Regions from separate parts of the Mus musculus genome. Here region 2 is linked to region 1. Evidence: chromatin contacts called from public HiChIP or PLAC-seq data. All regions are on one chromosome and are shown on one strand. Each heading gives the region's core, a stretch centred on a gene start, on an enhancer-like site or on the middle of the called end of the contact. The rest is flanking DNA. Distances are from core to core; before and after follow the strand shown. Region 1 overlaps Wwox (WW domain-containing oxidoreductase). Region 2 overlaps Wwox (WW domain-containing oxidoreductase).

The links. HiChIP or PLAC-seq counts read pairs in DNA pulled down with a chosen protein or histone mark.
Region 2: a RAD21 HiChIP or PLAC-seq map of pro-B cells shows a contact between it and region 1, with 7 times the contacts expected there. The contact joins two enhancer-like sites. A contact is called at or near these places in 3 of 15 datasets of contacts at CTCF or cohesin (large pre-B cells, pro-B cells and stem cell-derived epiblast-like cells), 7 of 484 Hi-C or Micro-C datasets (cerebellum, embryonic stem cells, muscle stem cells and 2 more) and 1 of 115 datasets of contacts at active chromatin or transcription factors (large pre-B cells).

The regions. Positions count from the first base shown.
Region 1 is chr8:114,546,722-114,550,498 of GRCm38.p6, reverse strand. All of the region lies in intron 5 of Wwox (WW domain-containing oxidoreductase), which reads right to left. Among named protein-coding and RNA genes, the nearest start is that of Gm16116, 48 kb to the left of the region's middle. Within about 2 kb of position 1,953, at least 10 of the 459 cell types and tissues checked have an H3K27ac peak or open chromatin away from gene starts, as enhancers often do. A contact at or near this core is called in pro-B cells, where this site is marked.
Region 2 is chr8:115,108,485-115,112,261 of GRCm38.p6, reverse strand. The region is part of intron 8 of Wwox (WW domain-containing oxidoreductase); the gene reads right to left. Among named protein-coding and RNA genes, the nearest start is that of Gm39257, 150 kb to the right of the region's middle. Within about 2 kb of position 1,596, at least 17 of the 459 cell types and tissues checked have an H3K27ac peak or open chromatin away from gene starts, as enhancers often do. A contact at or near this core is called in pro-B cells, where this site is marked.

The DNA.
Region 1 (3,777 bases), core at 704-3,203:
CCACAAGGCACGAGGGAACTGCATGCCGCCTTCCATGTTTCCGTCTATTTTGAGAGTTTGATGTACGTAACAGAAAGCAGAAAGAGAGGCAAAAAGGCACAAGGATGGAAGGGGAGACCTTGAGATCGTGGAGCCATCCTTGACTGACCATGCAGGTAGAGCTGAGGGCAGCTCCGGGTGGAAGCTCTTTCTAGCCACAAGAGAAACTGGAGTCTCAACACCATCGCCACAAGTGCACTCCCGTGACCTGCCACCAGGGCACAAAGAGAGCTGGTCTGGCAGGCTTGTTTCACTAGGCCAGAGGGCAAGGACCAAAGGCCTTAGAGGGGTGATTCCTGTCAAGATACACGTGTAAAAACTGTTACCATTTTGAAATACATTCTTAACCATTTATGTTTATTACTAACTATTACTAACGTCATCTTTGTGTGTGTGTTTTTTTCTCCTTTAAAGCCGGCAGATAGCCTGGTATGATACATGCCCTCATTTCAGAAAGCAGAGGTCAGTGGATCTCTGTGAGCTCAGTAAGAGCTGGGCCTACACAGTGAGATGCTGTCTTGAAAATGAGAATAAGAGCAGGAAACAAACAAACCCCCTAAAGCCAAGTAAATAAAACCCCATGCCCCACCCACACCCATACCCAACAACCAACCCACACCCCCCTTTTGAGAAACTGACTCACTATTATTATTCTTATTCATTTTTATTCTGCTATACTCTGAGACAGGGACCCTAGTGTGATCATCATTACAGAGGCTTCACCCAGCAACTCAGGGAAACAGATGCATAGACCCGCAGCCAAACATTAGGCTTGGGGAATCCTGCAGAAGAGAGGAAAGATTGTAGGAGACAGCAGGGCCAGGACACCACAAGAAAACCCACAGAAATCAACTAACCTAGGCTTACGGGGGCTGACAGAGGCTGGCCCGACAATCAGTGAGGCAGCGGAGGTCTACGTCCTCTGCATACATGTTACGGTTGTGTGGCTGGCTCTTCGTATGAGACTCCTAAGCGTGGTGGCCATGACTCGCTCTTACTCTTTTGTCCGCCCTTAATAAAAGCAGAAGAGGCTGGTTTTGCTGCAACTTGACAAGCTATGCTTGGTTGATATCCTTGGGAGGCCCGCCCTTTCCTGAAGAGAAATGGAGGAGGAGAGGGTGGGGGTAAGGGGGGGGGGACTGGGAAGGGAGGGGGGAGGGGAAACTGCATTTAGGGTGTAATAAATGAGAAAAGAATAAATAAAACAACCAAAAAGTGTTGTGCTGGAGGAGCCGAGGGGGATGGCAACCCCATAGGAAGAACGACATCAGCTACCTGGACCACCCAGAGCTCCCGGTAACTAAACCACCAACCAAAGAGTACACATGACTCCAGATAGAGACGTAGCAGAGGATGGCCTTATCTGACATCAATGGGAGGGGAGGCCCTTGGTCCTATGGAGGCTTGATGCCCCAGGGTCAGAGGATGCTAGGGCAGTGAGGCTGGGGTAGGGTGGGTGGGTGGAGGAGCTCCCTCATAGAAGCAGGGGGAGGAGGGTCAGGATGGGGGGGGTTGTGGAGGGGTAACCGAAAAGGGGGCTATCATTTGAAATGTAAACGAATAAAATGATTAATAAAAAAAGAAACTGATACTGTTTCAAAAACAAACAAAAAATAAATAAGTGTTTAAGACCACCCAGAAGGGCACGTCCAGTTGAGTTTTCACTCTAATCCCCTTGCTAGAAAGGACAAAAAAGAGAGGAAAAGAAATTTTAGAGAGAGAGAGAGAGAGAAGGAGACGAGGAAAATAAAGCAAGGGGAAGGAGGGAGGGGGTTTGGGAGGGATTCTATATACAACATCCTTCTTACTCAGTTTTGTTTTACTTAACTTTGAGTTGTAAATCCCTTGTGGGATGAGACTTGTGGTATTTTATAATTCTTGTTCTATTTTTAAAATACAGACGTGTGGTTCTCTGTACCAAACCAGCCTGACAGACAGTGAGCTGTGGCCACTGTGTGATACCGGGCGCTGCCTGGGACTTGGAGAATTATCAGCATCGTTTTGACTCAGTGGCTGCTTGGTCCTATAAATCCAAACATACCCAAACGAGTCCAGGATTTCTCAATATACGATATCGCTGGTTTTCAATGATGTTAAAACCAAAAGGAGGAGGATGGGACAGGAGCCCAGGCGCTGAGCACCTCCTGTATCCTAAGAAAGGGACACACAGGCCACCCTTGAGCTGGAGCTGTGGCAAAGAGTCTGGGCCCACACAGCACACATGTGAACTTCTCATGACCCTCAAGTACACTCACATGATATATCACACACACCATAAAACAGCCTTGTAATTACAGGGAAAAATTGATTTTAAAGGGCCTATATCAAAATTAATAGTCATAAAAATATAATAACCCATGTCAGAGAATTTAAGGACCAAAGAATTTTTTAACATTATATCTCAGACTTATAAATGTTATATATAGCATTCACAAAGGCCTTTTTAAAAATAGAATAACTAATGCATTAGGGATTTATTATATAATCTCAATATTTTAAAAATAAGTATTAATATCCTCCCCTCTCCCCATGCTCAGGCCTAAAATCGATAAGTTCATCTCAAATCATTAAAGCCCTGATTCCAGGGCACATGCTCTGCATCCTGGACTTAAAGGATAAAGTGCTTGCATCAGCCAGAAGAGGAGGCAGTCACACGTGTGCCTGCAAGACGCAACACAAGGGAGGGCTTTTCCCAGGGGAGCAACCAGTAAGAAGCTCCAAGGAGAAGAAACTTTTAGAATATTTGGGTGAAACTAGAGTATATCCTGGAATGAAAACTAAGCCAGCAGAAGCAAATATTTTAAATTCCTGGTTCAATTCCACTCCAGAAGATGAAACCCACAGCTGGTACTATTATTGGACTAAAAACCTCTGGCTAGACAGTTCACAGGCCCTCGAGAAACTTACTAGTATTATTCTGCTAAATGGACATGGTATTAAAATAACTAACTCCTAATGAGTCATCAATATGCTACACCTATAGATTAACGTGCTTCTCGGTCCTCATCAGGGAAACTTCTGCCTGTAGTAGATGGTGACTAATACAGAGTCATGCAACTGTCAGAGTATAGAGACCATGAAACAACAGAACTATCAGCCCTACAGGGAATATATACGCACCCTCATGCCTTTCAAAGTTAAGGGTATGAGAGCTACAGGCCAATGTGAGAGCCACAGGCCCATGATAACTATGAGGCAGCAGTAGCTGCTGGACCTAGGATGGAACTACACATACAAACTCACAGAAGCTGTGATAGCGGGGGGGGGGGGGGGGGGGAAGGGGGGGCTGGAGCGATGGCTCAGTGGTTAAGAGCACTGACCACTCTTCCAGAGGACCTGGATTCAGTTTCTAGTGACCCCATGATGTCTCATAACTGTCTGTCATCCACCTCCAAGTGATCTGATGCCCTCACACATACATGCAGGCAAAACACCAATGCACATAAAATAAAAACGAATCATTTTTAAAAGGGGGAATTGGGATAACGAGTGCAGGGCCTGGGCAAACCCAAATCGGATGAATTCCTAGCGTGAAGGGAGGAGCTAAGGACCTGGGCATGGCCTCTCACCCGGAGAGGTGGAGTGTTGGCATTGGTTGTGGAAGGAGGAGTCGGTTTCTCTAAGAGTGCAGCCTCTGGTGGAAGGCCACTAATCCAAGAATATTTGGGCAGTGCAAACTGGATTGGATGACATTTCTCTTTTGTTGTTTTACCAAAAGGCACACGTTGGATTGACGGT
Region 2 (3,777 bases), core at 347-2,846, 560 kb before region 1:
AGGCACCATGGTGAGGCTGGGAAAGGTTCTCTTTCATTTTTGCTTTGTTTATTGTGGTGTTGGAGACCCAACTCGAGGCCTTCTGCATGCTAGCCAAGTGATCCAACCACTGAGCTACATCCTCAGCACTTACCAATAAATAAATAAATAAATAATTAAAAATAAAAAAAATTCTACTTTTTCTTTTGAGATACTCTCTCACTGAGTTTCAAAGGCTGGGCTTGAATTTGAAATCCTCCTGCCTCATCCTCTTGGGTAGCTGAGATGACAGGCTGTGCTATCATGCCTGGCTCTCAGTTGGGTTTTCTGTTGAGGGACTTGAAAAGCCCAAGATAGCTTTTTTTTTTTTCCTTCGTGGTTGCAGTACCAAGACCTTCTTCACATCTGATCTTCTACACATCTGTAAGATGAAGGTGCTTGCTTCTCTCTCTGGCTGTCCACCAGAGCTAGGACTCAGTTTCCAGCCATGCTTGCATTTCTTGGCCCAAGTTCCCCTCCAAACCTTCACCAGTGTGACAGATCCACACGTGGAATTTCTCTCTCTCTCTCTCTCTCTCTCTCTCTCTCTCTCTCTCTCTCTCTCTCTCTCTCTCTCTCTCTCTCTCTCCCTCTCTCCCCTTGCCCCAGCTCTGGTGTGGAGCTCACTTCGTCTTAGGCTTTTAAGGTCTTCGGACTTTTCTCTGAAAACCTACTACAGGCTGTAATGCATCCTGGGAGAAACGTCAAGAAAGAATACCTTTTGGGCAAGGCTGTCCCGGGCATTTATGTAGCAGGTACAGAAATTTCAGTGTGGACTGGAGCCTTTCAGGAACCCACATATTTCAAAAGCCAAATGCCGCCGTCGTCAGAGTTTTAATTGTGCTTCACTCAGGAGAGAATTCACTTTTTCTGTCTGGCCATCCACCCAGCAAAGACCTTGGGAACCGTGAGGTGTGAATGCTACGCGCACGCGAAGTAGGAACAAGCCTTCATGCCTCCGTTCCACTGCAGGCCGGGCAAACAGACATTGTTCTGGGAAATTTTTGGGAACCAAAGCCCAGAGAGAGTGAGGAAGTAGGGTGACTGGGCTGCCAGAGTGGCCCCGACCTCTACTGAAAAGACAAAGCCCAGCCCTGCACTAGACCAACCCCCCCCCACCTTCCCCCCCCCCCACCCCCACCCCCCGCTTCTGCCTGTGACTCTTCACAAAGCGTCCTTGGACCAACAACCTCAGAAATAATGATTTAATTATCGGTGTTTTCTCAATGACATAATTAAATATCCACAGTGAGGTAAATTAACCTGAACTTGCTCATAGGATGCTTATGCACTACTGCAGAAGCTTAACCAAAAAAAAAAAAAAAAAAAAAAAAAAAAATCAGCTTTTGGCTGTTATGGATCTAAAATTAGGTTTCCAATTTAGGTCCCAGAGGCAAGAGGTACAAATGGCTATAAATAGCACGGAGGTGGCACAGTGTCTTTGGGGTGCTTCTCAGAGTTAAGAGGACGCAGCACAATCACTACATTGGACAAGGCAAGCACTCTCCTTTGGTTTATGATTGGCCGGGTTTGTCAGATTGTGTGCTCTGTGAGGTGAGTGGGAGCCACTGGGGGGGGCTGAACCGCAACCACCATAGGCAACTGCAGTTCTGGGGAAGGCCAGTCCAAGTCATGCTATTCACCCTCTGTTCCCTGGTTTTGTTGCCGTGCCCATGCAAACAGGAAGAGGAAACCCCGCCTCCACCCGCTTCATCGCCTTTAACTTCCAGAGGGGGAGAGAGAGGTACCTACTCCATAACACGTAGCTAGGGGCATAAATAAAAAGAAATAGAAAGATAGATAGACAGACAGGCAAATAAATAAGGTTTTGAAGCTAATGCCAGGGTCTCTGCCTTGACTGCTTCAGGCAGTAACACAAAATAAAAGAACTAAGTGGCTTAAGCAAGTATAATATTCAACTGGGTGGTGGTGGCAAACGCCTTTAATCCCAGCACTCAGGAGGCAGAGGCAGAGGCAGGCAGATCTCTGTGATTTCAAGGCCAGCCTGGGCTCCAGAGTGAGTTTCAGGAAGCCAGAGCTACAAAGAAAGACTGTCTCAAAAAAAAAAAAAAAAAAAAAAAAAAAAAAAAAAAAAAAAACCCTTTACCCTGAGGTCCCCCTGCCACAGTGACTTTTGGGCCACAGTCTGGCTTTGGATCCCGTTACTAAGGTCTCATTAACATGGTCTATTAAACCTTTTACACATGTGGCCCCTCTGTTAAATGCACCTAACAGCTTTCTCTGTTGGCCTCCTGATTGAATGCATAGAGTATTATACTAATTATTGTCCTGCCCTCTTGCATGTCGGGAGAAGGAGATAAGTAGGGTGGGAGAGGAAAGGAAGGAGGGAAGGAGAGAGACAGGGGAACATGAGACCTACATTTGTATGGAAGGCCATTCTCCTTTTGAAATAAATATGTGTTAAGAATTTTCTAGGGGACAGGCAAGATGGCTCAGTGGTAAAGGGCACTTGCCACTAAGCCTGAGGGCCTGAGTTTGATTCCCAGGAGCCACATGCTGGATTGAGAGAACAGACTTCCAATTGTCCCTGACCTCCATGTGTGCACATGAGTGCACACACATGCACAGGTAAATGTGATCTCAAAGGAAGGATGTGTTTCCGATTTAAAATCAGGAGGGAAAATGGCCTCAGCTGTCTCTCCGTTCTTAGAGGAGGAAATGAAAAGTGCAGCTATTTGAAGAATTTCTTGAATCATTGTCTTACATAAATAACTCAATTATCTCACTGTGCATTCCTAGTGTGCAGATTCATCTAGAGCACTATACAGTTCTGCTGCCCAAGAAGCTTGTGAGAAAGGTGAGAGATATTAAGTAGCCCAGAGGAACAGATGAGAAAATTAATACCAAATGATACATTCAAGGTCATGGGAGATATTAAATTAAAAGCCAGGATTGACTCCGGATCCAGTAGCTTGGAACTGAGTCTTTGTCCAGCCCACGTCTGCCAAGGCCAGCTTCTGAAAACGGACAACACAACATGGACAACCTAACGTACACTCAGCACGAGCCCTGAAGAACTGTAACACTCCAGATATTGAAAAAGCAATAAATAAAATAAATCAGAGAGGTTTTAGGAAAATAGAGGGGAGAAAGAGAAAGGCCTACAGGAAGGGCCAAAAAATTCTAACTTTAAAAGAATCCTTAAAAACAAAATCAACCCTCAGGCCCTGCAGGGACTGTAACCTAGGAGGCAGGATTCCCTCGCTCTGCTGTGGATCTAGGTCAATGATTGGGGTCAAGATTGCACCTTCCATCCTTGGGGGGGGTGTCCATGGTCATTTATTGATAAGGGTTACGTCAAGGGCCTGTTTTATAAGCATCAGAGTCGTCCTGGGGTCCCTGGGATGTCATCAGATGACCTTCCCTGAATAAGGCGAGATGGAAACCCTCATCTCATACTTTCTCAATCGGGCCACTGGATCAGGGGCCTGCCATAATTTCTAAATTGGGAAGAAAAAAAAAGTCACTGAATTCAGGTTACATCTTCTGTGAGCTGTTCTTGACCTGGGACCTCAACCGCGAGATTTAAAATTAATCCCTTCTGGGCAAATGGACAGGAGTGCACGAATAGATCTCTTGAGTTCTGGCTCAGGTTTACTTCCACCGAGACGCTTCAACAAATCTCAACAGAAGGAAGTTCCCCCCTCTGTGTCTTAGGGTGAGAACCATCCAGTTCAGCCCATCGACTTCGAGGTTATATAGGTAGTTACCAAACTTGCTTTGGCTGCAACAAAATTA